Linked DNA regions of Danio rerio: region 2 is linked to region 1. A link is a contact called in public Hi-C data. All regions are on one chromosome and are shown on one strand. Each heading gives the region's core, a stretch centred on a gene start, on an enhancer-like site or on the middle of the called end of the contact. The rest is flanking DNA. Distances are from core to core; before and after follow the strand shown.

Evidence for each region. A called contact is a pair of places that touch in the nucleus more often than the background predicts.
Region 2: a Hi-C map of hematopoietic stem cells shows a contact between it and region 1, with 1.9 times the contacts expected there. The contact joins the promoter of kif14 here to the promoter of scamp4 in region 1. A contact is called at or near these places in 2 of 18 Hi-C or Micro-C datasets (embryo and hematopoietic stem cells) and 1 of 4 datasets of contacts at active chromatin or transcription factors (embryo).

The regions. Positions count from the first base shown.
Region 1 is chr22:22,147,595-22,155,508 of GRCz12tu, reverse strand. It overlaps scamp4 (secretory carrier membrane protein 4), which reads right to left and starts at 5,270. Exons shown (of 7, transcript NM_001025525.1): 1 at 5,247-5,270; 2 at 4,782-4,879; 3 at 4,553-4,681. The coding sequence starts at 4,788. It overlaps chaf1a (chromatin assembly factor 1, subunit A (p150)), which reads left to right and starts at 5,962. Exons shown (of 16, transcript NM_001045013.2): 1 at 5,962-6,272; 2 at 7,117-7,164. The coding sequence starts at 6,218.
Region 2 is chr22:22,283,638-22,291,551 of GRCz12tu, reverse strand. kif14 (kinesin family member 14) reads right to left here and starts at 3,495. Exons shown (of 29, transcript NM_001044976.1): 1 at 3,313-3,495; 2 at 1,061-1,315; 3 at 899-986; 4 at 712-810; 5 at 563-615. The coding sequence starts at 3,464.

The DNA.
Region 1 (7,914 bases), core at 4,021-6,520:
GAATATGGCTTTAAAAAAAAAGTGTGGTTATAGGTCAAAGTTAGTCATTTGGCTTATTAAAGATGCCATTTTAAAAGGTCATTATTTTCATTCATTCATTTTCTTTTCTGCTAAGTCCCCTTATTAATCAGGGTTCGCCACAGCGGAATGAACCACCAACTTATCCAGCATATGTTTTTTTGCAGCGGATGCCCTTCCAGCTGCAACCCATAACTGGGAAACATTCATACACATATAAACTACAGACAATTTAGCCTACCCAATTCACCTATACCACATGTCTTTGGACTTGTAGGGGAAACCGGAGCACCCGGAGGAAACCCACGCGAACACGGGGAAACAGAGATGGGGAACTCAAGTGGCATGACTTGACTAGAGTCAGACTTAAGTCACAAAATTTAGGACTTGAGACTTGCTTGACAAATATCCAAAAAGACTCGACTTGACTTCGACATGACTTGAGACTTGACTTGGACTTGAGTTAAATGACTCGAAATAACTTTTTTTTTTTTTTGTTAAATACATAACCTTTTGTCATATATTATGCTTTATGCATTTAAAAAAAGTAAGTAACTTTAAGTAATTTGTGGAGTCGTGTTTATTGCTAGAATGTAATGATGGGGGGGATGGGGGCCCAGAGACATTATCAAGGGTCCGTTCAATAATTCATTCTTGAATCTACAGTAAACGACTCAGAAAAACTACTAAACTCAGAATGACTGGTCTAAACTGGCTGCAAAATATACCAACACAATTAGTTATGGTTAATCCAGGGGTTTTCAAACTGTGGGTCGCACAGTGAACAAAGGTGGGTCGTGCAACGTCACATAGCTGCAGCTATATTTACATTGCTGTGAATCAAAACCAGTACGATAGACGGCAAGAACTCTAAAACCTCTTATCCTAAAAATATATAAAGTGTGTTTCCTACAAAAAGACAAAGCTGGTTATGTTTCACAGCTGTCTTTTTCTTTTTTTTCGCTCGACATTACGAGCACTGCTCCGTTTGAGCCCTCGCAATCTGTGTTTAGCTGGTAGAGCTCACGCTGAGCGGAGCTCTCAGTAAGGGACCTTCGGAAAAGTACTTTTTTTTTGCTCCGTCCTGCATGTTTTATTTTAAACACAACTAATTTTCTCTTAAATAAACACAAACAGTTACTAAAGTATTCGAATATTTTCATTATACATCTGTGCATTCTTACATTAACACCTGTTATCAAACAAAACACAATGAGAGATTCATTTGCTGCTCTTCACTAAATAACTATAGTAACTTTCATCAATATGCAAATACAATTAAAAGTGAAATAGATTTTATAGCTTTATTTAATTTCTGTATAGGCCATTGATTTTAAAAGGCTAAACCTTTTATTTTATTGTCAATATTTTCTAATGTTTGCTATGTATTCTATCATTTGAAGCTATTTGTTGTCCCGTATTTTTTACATCCCAACGTTGACAGATTGCTAATCAATAAATAGCTGTAGTGCTATCTGTTAGTTTTAACGTCAGCTAATGTTATGGAAGGGCATAGATGTTATGGAAAATAGTAATAGTAATGCACATACCCCCATCATTCCTTCCTCAAGCAAATGTGTAAATATTAGATTTATTCAGCAATAATGTTAATTGCATTGGCATATTTATCTGACGTTTCCCAGCTTATAGTAGTCGATCAAAAAGCTATTTAGTTTCTTATGACTAAACACTAGCAGTGGAGTTTATTGTGATGTGATGGGGCTTGATCATATTCAAGGGGCTTAATCAAAGGTTGATCATACTCTATTCTAAAAAAAGAAGAGTATCTTTTTCAACAACAAAAAATGATCACAGTTACAACCAGCATCCCACAAAAAGCACTTCAAGTCTCATTTTGTGCATATCAAATCGCAAAATCCGAAAAGCCACACACCATATATTTTTGACTGCTTTGAATGGAGACATTTTTTTTTACCCATTTTTCCATATTAAAATACTATGGTGGGTCTTGAGATTGAATTACTTGCCTAGGTGGATCCTGGAATAAAAAAGTTTGGGAATCCCTGGGTTAATCAAAGCATTTGCCTTATTTAAATAATCTACACATTTTAATCTTGTAATTTTTAGAGATATTGTCTGTTTGTTTTTTTTAACTCTTTCTGTCATTTGTTTTTCATTTCTGATTAAAGACCAAAACAGTCAAATTTCTCTATTCCAAAACAAGAATGTGTTGCGTAAACATGCCCTAAACTAGAAACTTCCTGCAGGTGTTTTGAAGCAAGTTGAAGCTAAACTCAGCAGGACTACGGCCCTTCAGGATCAAGTTTGGACATGCCTGCCCTAAAGTAACAATCTAATGCATTACTTTACAATTTAATTTAATCTTTAAGCTATTTTTCTCAATGCATCTCAAACTTTCTTCCTTAAATTTTCGTTTTTCGACAGCAAACCTCAAAATACCCATGCGTCCAAGTGTCCATGACTGCTTAATGTTTAAATGCAGTTTAGCTAAAAATGTAGATCCTGCTATGGTTTACCCTTTTAAATCGTGTCATTGCAAAACCAAACACAATTTGTCCTGAATTTTTTCATAACCACATGTTTTTTTCTCTCATGACCAGGCCTGTCACAATAATCAACATGTAGACTTATCACACTACACATGGACATGACCTCAATCAGTTTTGGTGATGCAATATATATCGCCCATACATAAAAGCCAATTCTAGCAACATTTTAGCTAATTTGTGCAACATCTCTCAATTGGAGGTGTCAGTGTCAGTACGGTGAAAAAAAACACTATAATATTTACTAAAAATTAACCAAATATCAAATTCCCTGACTTTTCCTGAATAAAAAGCTGAGTTTCCATGACCTATAATGAACAAAACAAAAAAAAAGCCGCTGTTGTGCTTTGCATATTATAATGATTTTAGCTTCAACATCATAGTGTATGAGTTAAATAGACAATATGAAAACAACAAAGGATAATTTACTGTACCTCAGATTTTGAAACAATTCTAAGGTACATGTTTACGTGACTACAAAGAGCTTGCACTTCTGTATTTGATAGCTTTACAGAAGTTTTACAAACTATTTTGGCACCCAGTTTTAGTTGAAGTGGTCACTTTAAAGCCAAAGCTTCTAAAATGTTTATTATCCTGTGGTGCGTTTCCCAAAACCATCGTTAGCCAACTAAGGTCGCAAGTTCCGTCGTTACAAACATAGTTTGTTGATTTGCCGTTTACCAAATCCGTCACTCCAACGAACATTCGCAAAATGCATCGCAAACTTGAGCACTCGCAACTACACCTCTGGAGCTGTTAGAAACATAGTTCCTGGCTGTGTTCTATTCCCACTTATCCCCCCTATGCCCTATTCATTTAAAACATTTTTACATTCAAAGTTGGAATTATGAAAAGTAAAAAAGCATTAAAGTCATCTCTCTTAGGTGTAATTTGCTTTCAAACTATTTTTACAGTTCAGTTTTGGCGATCTTCATGTTTACAATTTTGCTCCCTTCGCAGTGCACTTTAAAAACATTTATGTCATTTTGAACACAGCCTCATGGCGAAAGCTATAGGTGACCTATTATTTGAAAGCGGAATTTATGTTACGTCTCCAAAGCTTAAGAAAACAAAAAGCATACGTTAATTCTTTTAATTTATAGTGGGTTATTTATTAAGTCTCTGTACTGTATATGACATGGGCCTGCTGGTTAAAACTTTTTTATGTAGTTTACATGTGTCAAATTGTAAAAATAGACTTTTAAAAAACAAATAAATAAACAAACAATATCCTACTTAATAATAATATTAAAATCATCATCATCAATACTATTAATATTATTATTAAAGTATGATTTTTGTTTTCATTTCTAAAACATAATAATTATTAAATTTCATTTCATGATAAATCGCCTCAATATTTATATGATTTATATATGATATTAGAACACGTGCTAGCGTTTGTAAGTGATTTTATGTTTTAGAATATGATATGTCATTTTCAATAATATTTGTAAAACAAACAGGCCCAATATGTGCCATATATTTCAGTTAATATGGAAAGCGAGTGCATGTTTTTACCAAATCTAATATCTAAAGAATCTAAATAATCTAAAGAAGTTGTCTCTCCACCCAGTTTAGAGAGTGATTTTGGGCGTTTTACGCTATAACTAACGTGGTTCAAGTGATGGATCTGCGACAGAGAAATTATGCATTTTGGGAAACACTTGTCACTACATCGTTCTTTTCCCAAACGATGCATCATTGTACTATGACAGTTCAGCTGCGAGTTACGTCGTTGTTTGGGAAACGCACCCCTGAATGGTTAGCTTTAGTTAACATCGACTGCCAGTTGATGAGTGTGAAAGGAATAAAATGAAGCTAAGAAATAGCAATAGTCTTGAAACAATGCAATAAAATAGCATCAAACAAAAATTCCTGATACAATGACATTCAAGAAATTCTGTGACTGGTGGGAACCATTAGTAATCACAATCTTCAGATAAGATAGACTCTCTGGTAAGAACTGAAATGGATATCTTTAAAATAGACAATTATTTACTCACACATCCAAAGATTGTAGACGCGACGCACAAGCTGGCGGTGGGGTTGAGGAATTTCCTCATCAAAATTTTGGTAAAAGCATGGCTTTATACGAAGAAACTTTGGCAAAGGAGGGAAGTTATTTGTTCGATCTGTCAGACAAAGCACAAATAAAAAAAGATTTATACCAAAGCACAGCATGAACAAGGTGAGATTCATAGTTATTACATGACAAAACCAAACGTGACTCACCTGTCATGTTTCAATTTAGAGAAAGTTCACAATGTTGATCCTTCTGGTGAAGGTGGACTTTTCCTCTCCCTGAACTAACGGACTGATGGTTTTTAATGCTAAAAGGAACACAAATATCATAAAAAAGGGAAAAAAAACTAATAACACATATTAAAATATAAGTAGTTTTCCTAAATTATATCTGTTGAACCACATAAGTTCATAAAAGCTTTCTCTTAAGAACATAAATGCTTAATAACTAGCAGCATATGATTGTATTAATCCTATATATAGGATATTTGACAGTAATAATTGTACGTGAAAACAGTACAGGCCAGCAGCTGCACTGTCAAACACAACTGCAGTAAAAAAACAACAGACAAACTATACAGTAACTGCGCAAAGTATAGTCCATGGCTTTAACAGAATAAACGATGTTTTAACAATGCAAAAAAGCACGAACTCATAATAATAAACATGCATTACCTGTGTACCGCTAAATAGTTTGATGGGGATGCGTCTGCAGTCCGCATTGAATTCTAGAAATCACGTGGTGGCGCGTTCTGGTGCATTGTGGGAAATGTAGTTCTACGTTGGCACGTTTTGCACGTAGCGGACAGAAATTGTAAGCGGTAAAGACTACAAGCCCCATCGCAAAACTATCAAAGGTGTGGTATCTGCGCTTGTGACTAGATAATTTACCAGTTTTCCTGCCCTGTGGCAATTGATAAATATGACACGTTTCTGCTATTTTTTGCAGAAGCGTGTTACTTTTTACCAAATGTTAGAAGCAGGTACTGAGATACAACGTGATGGTTTGTTTTAAACTACCTTTAAAGGACTGCTAGTTCAAATAACAATTAATTATTTGCTGTCCATTGTTTTATTGGGAGAAAATAATAACTTTGTAATTGTCAAAACGGTTTTCGCTTCGTGAAACTAACAAAATCTGCCGCAAAAATTACCAAGTCAAAGCAGTTGCACGGAATAACTTTTTGACTTATTATTTGCTTCAAGCCAATCCTATTCGAGAATCATACTCATTGTTCAATCGCAGCTCAAAGCTACGTGTTGGAAGGCAGGACTACGAGTATCAGCCAATAACGTGTATCTTCGTTCATACGACGTAGTGCCCCACTGACCAATCACAGCTTTCGATCCAGGCCAGCGGCAAGCTCCCGCCAATTCTGAGCGGGGAGCGCGAGGGAGTCTGGCCGGGGATGAGACGGGAACGCGGGGAGCAGGATCACACACGAAAAAAACAACAAATTAAACCTCCAAAAGTTACAGAAACCTGTCGAATTAGCGGTTGACAAGTTAACGTTACCCTGGAAAAGTCGTGGAGTCGATGAGTGGCCGTAAGAAGCTGTGTAAGACGTCCAAAATCGCGCTCCCCGTTTCCGTGTAAGATTTCCAGTGTGAGCGAGCGCGAGCGCACGGAGCCGAAGGGCGCGCGGATGGTGGTCGTGATGCTCGCGGCCGAAGAGCCTTTGGCCTCCACTCCACGCAGAGGTCTGGGTTTTATTGTAAAATACATTATTTACTGATTAATTACATCGATAGGAATGTCGTAATTCAACGCAGATGAATGATTTAAGTGGACAATAGTACTGAAAAAAACATATTTTACCTTTCAGTTATTCAGAAAAAGGTTATTATTGGATATTTGTCTCTGAAAATGATAAAAATGCTATTAAGGTTTTGTTTGCTTGTAGTTTTCGTGGTTGTCGAAAGTTTTATAATCTAAATTAGCACATTAGCAAGTGAGCTATTCGGTCGGATTTGTTATTGACAATTAAGTTTTTACTTCTAAAATGTGCATTTAATCTCGTATTTTGTTTGTTTTCCCTTTATTCTCGAGTATTTCTAAAAAAATGTCTCACACCTGTTATTTTGAGCTTCAACTGGTTCATTGTTCTTCAGTCTAGTGTTAATGTATTAAGTTAATGGCTCAGGTTCAGTAGCCAAACTCAGTCGCCACAGGCCTGCAAACCATCATTCGCTGAATGGCGGGAGATTAAAAATAAACATTATCACCCTGTTTGCGTCTATTGCCTTCTTCCAACTCTTAATACTTTATCTTGAAGCTTCTTGACACTCAAAACCTGAAGGTTTACCGTTTATGCTAGAAAAGAGAAAAAGTGAGGTCATGTTCGACTGTGACTGTCAGTAGTTAGCATGCAGACGTAGCAATCACCTTTGTTATGACGAGACATGTTTTGACAACAAACACTCATGTTTTCTGACAAGTTTTGATTTTTGCGATTTGTCAAAGTTCATGTCACATTAATGTCATTTGATTTATTTGTACTTGTGTTTGTTAAGCATTTGACTTAACACCTTTTGTTTATTTCAGATATGGATTGTGTGGGCAAAGCTAATACCAACAAGAAGCTTGTTCAAGGTAAACAACATTAGTTTTGGGAATTTAGGCTATTGAAGTTATGACATGCTACAAAATATATTTTGTTTGGTTTAGTCATGCATTTAGGACCAGAGCCAATGCATAATTTAAGTTTTTGATTATACTATTCTACAATTTCTTTATAGCCAAAATGCATTGTAATTGTGTAAAAGTGCAAGATACTCGAGTATATTGGCTTACTTTTCTTATACACACACACACACACACAGATATATATATATATATATATATATATATATATATATATATATATATATATATATATATATATATATATTAAACACACACACACAAGAAAAGTAAGCAGTATAACACACATTATCCATTCAAAAGGCCATCAGTGAAAATTTATGTTTATAAATCTAAAAGCATGCTACCATTTTTAGGTTAATTCTTTAAAGGTTGCAATATTTAACTTTTTTTATTAAAGCTTTAACAGAAAAGTTCTTTTGGCATCAGTGTAACACTTAAGTTAAAATAGAGGATGTAATATACAAGTTATTCTTATATTAACCTTTATTAAGGGCTGTTTATCTTTTGTAACTGTTGCTTGTGTAAATGACCTTACGTCCATTTTAAAGGCATAGTTCATCCAAAAATGAAAATTACTGTACACAGTAAACAAAATCATTGTCAAAACAATCCATAGCTGCTTTTCCACTGTCTGGCTGAATGGTTCCGTTTGCCTAACCATTCCATGCTGATCTGGGCCAGTCAGAGTAGTTCCAG
Region 2 (7,914 bases), core at 2,246-4,745, 140 kb before region 1:
ATATAAAAAAAATAAATAAATCAACCAATGTCACTTAGCAGAAAAGCAACCAAAGCCAGCTTCAAGACCAATGATTCAATGTTGGCCTCACAAGATAAAAAGCACAGCACATTGCTCTTTTTCTAAAGTGAGCTTTTTTCACTGAAAAGTGCATTCGGTAGGATCACAACCTTAAGTAAAAAAAATACATTAATAAATTAAATAAAAAATAAATACATAAATGACAAGACTGAAAACCGCAACACAAAATAAATAAAAAAACAAGAAAGTATGAAAGTAAAAAAAAAAAAACAATTAAAAACTCACAAACATATTCAAAATTGATTTTGTAAAACAGTAAAATTCTAAACAAGCCAAAAATCTAAATCAAATCACCAAAAAAAAAAAAAAAAAAAAAAAAAAAAAACTCAAAATCAAACTAAAAACAACAGCCAAAACAAAATCCAGCAAAAATATTTAATAAACCAACACACAAACAAGTCTAAACAAATCATAACAAAAAAACAAACAAAAAAATCTATAGCATTCTATGGCCTTTTATTTGGTTTAAGTATTTGCTTACGTGGACAGATCTGCAACATAAGGCCCGTAAACAGGATGTTCTCTAACACGCAGCTGGAAAAATAAAAAGACAACAAATAGATTAACAAGAAAGGCAAATAAATTGCACAACACTTCTAACACTTAGCATTATTGAGCTGTTGTACTAACAGGCATTTTCTTCTGGTTTTGTTCATCCTTGGCCACCAGCAAGTCATGGATCTTCTCATTGTAGACCTCAAAGTAACTCATCTCCAGATGACAAGACATCTTTAACATAAACAAACTTGCTTTAAAAAAAAGGTTAAATCTAGAATTCATAGATAAATAGTCATAATTGAATAATCATAACCATAACCTCTTTGGTTTCAGATCTGGCCAATCTTGAAAAAAGCTCCTCACAGAATCTGGGAATAACTCCAGTTTCTTCACCAAAACCCATCATCCTAGACAAGACACAAGAAATACACTTGATGGACCCAAAGTTAAATGCTAAAAAAAAAGAAACAAAATGACTTACGTGTAAGACTTTCCAGACCCTGTTTGTCCATATGCAAAGAGACAGGTATTAAATCCATCAAATGCTCTTTCAAGCAAAGGCCGAGCCAGTTTTTCATAAATCAGCTGCTGACTGGAAAAACTTGCATCCGCTTCATTGATAGAGCAGAAGGAGAAGTCAAAGGTGAATTTGTGGGTTTGTTTGGTATCCGGATGTTGCACTAAAGTGTCCTGGTTTTCCATGAAGATCACCTGACAGGCTTTTTCATTCTTCTCCCTGCAAAGAATGATGAAATATTCAGTATACAAGTAACACTGTGATAATAGTAATATATTCTAAATAAGAATATCTGATTACATTTTAAGTAATTATAATAACGTTTATCATATATACGATAATAGGAAAATCTAACATTGCGATATTTTGTTAGTCTGCGATGTATATTGCAATACGGATACAATTTCACCAGATGACTTGAATGTCCGCTTGGAAAGAATGTATAATTGTTGTGATTAGGATGATTCTGTTGGTGTCTGCTCATCTGCATAGAATCTATTTAACGAAATAATAGCATAGGTAAAGACAATAAAGAAAAATTTATCATTTTATAATTTTTCAAGTCTAACAGTATTTTGTTATTAACGTTCCTAAGGGTACAATTTTTACTGTCTGATTGCTTTTTAAATCTTCATACATTTAAATCTTCAAACATTTTAATACTTAACACTGACATAATAGACTCAACATTGCATATCTTGCTTTACGATCTATTACATTGTGATATCGATGCTGAAATGTTTGTGCAGGCCAAATTTATAATACAAATTAATTATAATAATACAGAAACAAAAAATAATTATGATATAATTTATTAAATAAATTAATAATTTATTACATTTACAATTTGATATCCAACTCAAACGAAATAGAAAAACTAGAAAATAATCTGAATATTCTTTTAATAAGTAATTTGCCTAATTTTACAGTATTTATTTAGTACAATTATGAATTATATATTATATAAAACACATTTAATTTAATTCTAAAAAATTGTAACACACTTAAAATCTATACAACAGTTACACAATTATTTAATCTAATATTCACCAAAAAACATTTTTTATGATTTTTTTTTAATAACAATGTTTAAAGATTGAGGTTAACATTACAATTATAAGATGATGTTCCAAAAACAAAATAGTACACGTGAATTAATATTTATTCATTTTCATTTTCTTTATTTATCAATGGTCGTCGTCACAGCAGAATTAACTGCCAACTAATCCAGCATATGTTTAACCATCGGATGCCCAAATTAATATGTTAGGGAACATTTTTAAAGGAATCATAAAATGTAATTAAAATAGAATAGTCTTTTTTGCAGTAACTCATTTGAATTTAAATGTCTAATCTTTCTATTTCTATAAGTGACCAGACTCTTATTGTAATTAATTAAATTTTTGTTAAATGCACCAAAATGGATTGTCTAGATTTACTGGGAAATGGATATAAAACATTCAATATATTGTTTTAACATCAACATCGCAAAGTGTGCATCTGCAACAGTCACACTGCAGGTTCTGCAATGTTGAAGCAGGATTATAGTTGACCAGGAACCACACTTGTTCATGTTTTTAAGGCCTGTGATTGTGTAAATACAAAAAAATCCTAATGTTTCTCACTTTAAGAAAGATTAATTGCATTTAAGTATATATACACAATGAAAACCACATAGTTAATTTACATTTGATTATTCAATTTGTGTACCTTAATACTGCAAAACGGTTGTTGTTGTGTTTTTTTATTTATATATTTGCTCTAGTGTTTTCATCAATTGATTTATTTAATTTCATGCAGATGCACTCTAAAGTCATTCTAAGCCATGTAAAATTGTGTAAATTCTGAGCTGTTTATTTAGTCTGGCAAATTATATAGTATATTGCAATATATTTTTAGAAGAAAAGTCTGTTTTTTCCAATATCGTTCAGCCCTACTGAGCACTGTACATACATGTCCACTCCTGAAACAGGTAAAGATAATGTTATGTCCTACATGGTCATTTTTCAATAAGCATAAAATGTAATTTTTAAACATGCAGTGGCAAAGTTATTTATCAGTTTATTGTAGTTTGTTTTTTTATTACAGCTATTTTGTAGAGTCAAAACATTCTACTTTTTCCTTTAAGAAAAGTAACTTATTTATAAACCATAAACACAGACACCAAAAAAAAAATTTAAGCCAAATTAAAAGTTCAAAATCAGAAAATCTCTTACCTGGAGCTGAAAGGTCTTACACGTACAGCAACCGTGACTGCGCTGTTCTCCATCTTCAGCTCTTGAGTTTGTAAATCACTCATTTTGCTCAAGCCTTCAGCAGGAGTGTGTCCTTCAACTCTTCTTCCTCCATGAGGTGTGCTGGAGCTCATCAGGCCTGCAGGTCTCCTCACCTGTGCTGGCTGTGATGCAGGAGTCATGTGCCTATTTAAACCACCAACCAGAAGCTTCTCACCTGCAGATCTCCCACTTTCACTGCTCATCTGAGGAGGCTTCGCTCCTCTGGCAGATGCTGGCTTTGGAAATGTGGGTTTAGATGCATCTTTACCAGCCAGTTTCTCAAAAACGTCCCTCTTGACGCTCAGCTTCTCAAACTGGGTTCTTCTTGTTGGTGTCGAAACTGTTTTGTTTTCCTCCTGGGTGGCTTTCTGAGCACCCCATGAGGTTTTTGCAGGTGTTTTAATGGTGTCTTGAGTCTCTTTTGGTGCTGGGTTGGGTTCAGTGAGGACTTTGGTTCTGTTCAAAGAGCCTGTTCTGGTTCTCCTCTGAAGGGTGAGGCGCTTTGGGTTCTCCTGTGTGGTTTCGTCATGATGATTTCTGCTGGTTTTTCTCTGAAGAGTGAGTTTGGATGGTGTTTTGAATGCGTTTTCCCCGTTTGTTGTGAGTGCTGAGATCGTGTAGGTTTTGTTTATTTCTTTGGTTTTATTAAAAGATGATGTGACCTCTCCTTTTGATAAATCCATAATTTAAAAGTCTAAAATAAGCATTTCATTCCACAAATTGTATCATCTTTCTACAATAATGAGTTCTCAGATGTCAACAACGTGCCCACTTGCATTTAAAATACATATTTGCGAAAACTGACCTGCCGATGTCGGTGTTCGGTCATTTAACAGCCGTTTAGTGAATTAAAAGTTGATTTGTTTGAAGATTAAAAACCCGCAGTCCTTTCTTCGTCTAGTGTATGTCGGTTTTGACGTTGAGAAGTAAGTAACCGGCTGACTGTACTCCGCCTCAGTGCGTCAATAAATAATAACAACAACAGTTCACTGTCTGTGTTCCGCCATACTGCCGCTCCGATTCAAAAACAGTCCGCGTGCAGTGATTGGTCGGCTCAGATTGACGTAACGGCGACGCAGGGACGTAGATGGACCAACAGATGGCAGTGTCTATCAGGGTAAACAGTCAGAGAAGGTCTCTGAGCTTGACCAAAAGATGACGCGAAATAAATCTAGAGTAATTTACAGTAAAATCTGTCGTTTTTGAACCATACTTTAGTAAAATGTATTATATTGGTTATTTGTTATAGCACTCACAACACTTTGTTAATGAATGCTGCAGCAAACTGTAGTATAATAACTATAGTGGACTAAAAAACTAATAGTATCCGTTTTTCCTACAGTAAACTGGTGTAATGTAGTATAATATTCTTCAGTCCGTTGATATTACTCAAGTTGTTGTATTACCATAACAAATATATTAATTCAGGTATTTTACTAAAGTGTGTGTAATGTTTGTTTGCAAAAAAAAATTAACAAGTATATTTATGATTTATTACTATTTTTTAAATATATGTTTTAGTAATGATTTTGGGTACAGCCACTGACACCAGAACTTTCCACAAGAATCCATTGATCAGGAGTAAAAAGAAGATTAAAGACATAAAAAGGTAGGCTACTATCTTTAAGGAACAAGGCCACTACTTTGGTCTTGTTTGCACTGAACTATTAGGACTGAACTATTACTGTTTAAGGACACCAGCAGCATCTTTAAAGTACTACTCCATATGTTCTACACACATTATAGGGCAAACTTTGTATTGTGATAAAAAAAATAATAAATCTGATTTCTTCTGACAGCCCCCTTGCAAAGATGGCTGATTGGTATTGTTCTCAAAATGCTGAAGGTGATGCGCATGAAAGGCCTAAGTGCGAGTGCGACCCTGTTTTTGATTGTCAAATGAGGTCTATTGTGGACGACATGTTTAAAAAGCATTATAGGGACCATATGGTCTTTCTTCTGGAGAAGATCATTGATGATGCATGTAATTCTAAACATGATTGTACAGGAGATGGCAAACGTGTGAAAAATCTCACGAGAGAAATGGAAGTTGTGTATCGTGTGTATATGTATAGAGTGTATTATGTGTCATCAACTTCCAGTAGCTCAGTGGTAATGTGACTCTCCTCTCACGCCAGAAACCCGGGTTCTACATCCACACCCTGACAGGAGTGATTTGTGTGTATATGCATAGAATGTATTAAGTGTAACGTGTATTATATGGAGTGTATACTGTGTGTATGCATAGGGTCTATCATGTGTATCTATAGAGCATATTGTTTCCACATGTATGGAGTGTGCTCATGTATAGAATGTATTATGTTTGTATATGTATGGAGTGTAAAATGTGTTTATATATAGAGTACATAATATGTATAGTGTGTATCATATGTGTATTTGTATAGAGGGTATCATATGGTGTATTTTTATAGAATGTATGTATAGCGTGTAAATGCATAGGGTGTATCATGTATATGTATAGAGTGGTGTATTATCGTTTGCCTATGTATGGAGTATAGAGGGTTTATATGTATAGAGTGTATGATGTGACATCAACTTCCAGTAGCTCAGTGGTAATGTGACTCTCCTCTCACGTCAGAGACCTGGGTTCTAACCCTGACAGGAGTGAATTTTGTGTACATGTGTATCGTGTGAGTGTATATGTATAGAATGTATGATGTTTAACGTGTGTATATTAGGGGTGTCAAAATTAATTGGTTTTTTTCGGTGCACCGCAATGCAGACAATTCAGTATCGGTTCAGTAATAATCATAACCAGTTATTATGTAGTGACATAATTTATCTCATATGCTAAATGTGGAAATGAGGAAATGTGACTCTTCTCAAGCCAGAGACCCGAGTTCTTTCCCAGACCCTGATAGGAGTGATTTGCGTGTATATGCATAGAATGTATAAAGTATGCATACGTATACAGTAGGGTATATCATGTGTGTGTATGTATAGTATCATGTTTATATATGTATGGAGTGTATAATCTATGTGTGTGTGTGTGTGTGTGTGTGTGTGTGATACATACATGTATATACGTGTATATACACACACACACACATACCATATGTATATATAGAGAGAGAGAGAGAGAGAGTACATGCATAAAGTGTATCATATGTATGAAAGCGAACTGTAACACACATGGTTTGCTATATGGAATGCAAATCTTTGAAGCTTAATATCTCAAAATCACTCTGAACGCAAATAGAATATTAAAACTCCAAGGTGACGATATGCAGTAACTGCAAACTTTTAACTAGGATTTAATTACTATGTCGTTACATTGTAATTACATTGTTGTAACATTGTCATTACATTATAAATACTACGTAATAATATTATAATTACTATGTAATAACACTATAATTACATCATTATAATATTGTAATTACAATACACCATTGTAGTTGCATCTATATTACTGTAAATGTGTTTTGTATATTTCGTATACAGTATTTGTGTCTTATAGTAATATACACAGTACACATGTAATATGTAACTGCAAACTTTTACCAAGGATGTAATTACTATGTCAATACATTGTAAATATATCATTATAACATTGTCATTACAATATAATTACTATGTAATAATATTATAATTACTATATAACAACATTATAATTACTATGTAAGAAAATTGTAGTCACATCATTATAACACTGTAGTTACACTACACTCCAACATTACTTTCTTATAAGTTGTAATTACACTTAAAACATTGTAATTACATCTAGGATATTACAGTAAATGTGTTTTTGTATATTTCATATACAGTATTTATGTGTTATAGTAATATACATATACACAGTACACATGTAATATGTAACTGCAAACTTTTACCTTGGATGTAATCACTATGTCGTTACATTGTAGTCACATTGCTACAATATTGTCATTACATTTTAATTACTATGTAACAACATTATAATTACTATATAAAAACATTATAGTTACTTTGGAAAAATACTACACTACACTCCAACATTACATTCTTATACGTTGTAATTACACTACAACATTGTAGTTACATCTATGATATTACTGTAAATGTGTTTTGAATATTTTGTCTACAGTATTTGTGTCTTATAGTAATATATATATATATATATATATATATATATATATATATATATATATATATATATATATATATATATATATATATATATACACAGTACACTTGTAATATGTAACTGCAAACATTTACCTAGGATGTATTTACCATGTCCATTGTAAATACATCGCTATAACATTGCCATTACATTATAAATACAATGTAATATTATTCTAATTACTATGTAATAACAATATAATTACTATTTAATAACATTATATTTACTATGTAGTAACATTGTAATTATATTGTTATAACATTGTAATTAAATTGTTATAACATTGTTATAGCTTTCCTTCTTAGACTTTACAGACCTGAAACTTGCCTATAGCACTTATTCATTGTTGCTCTTATAGTTGTGTAAATTGCTTCCTTGTCCTCATTTGTAAGTCGCTTTGGATAAAAGCGTCTGCT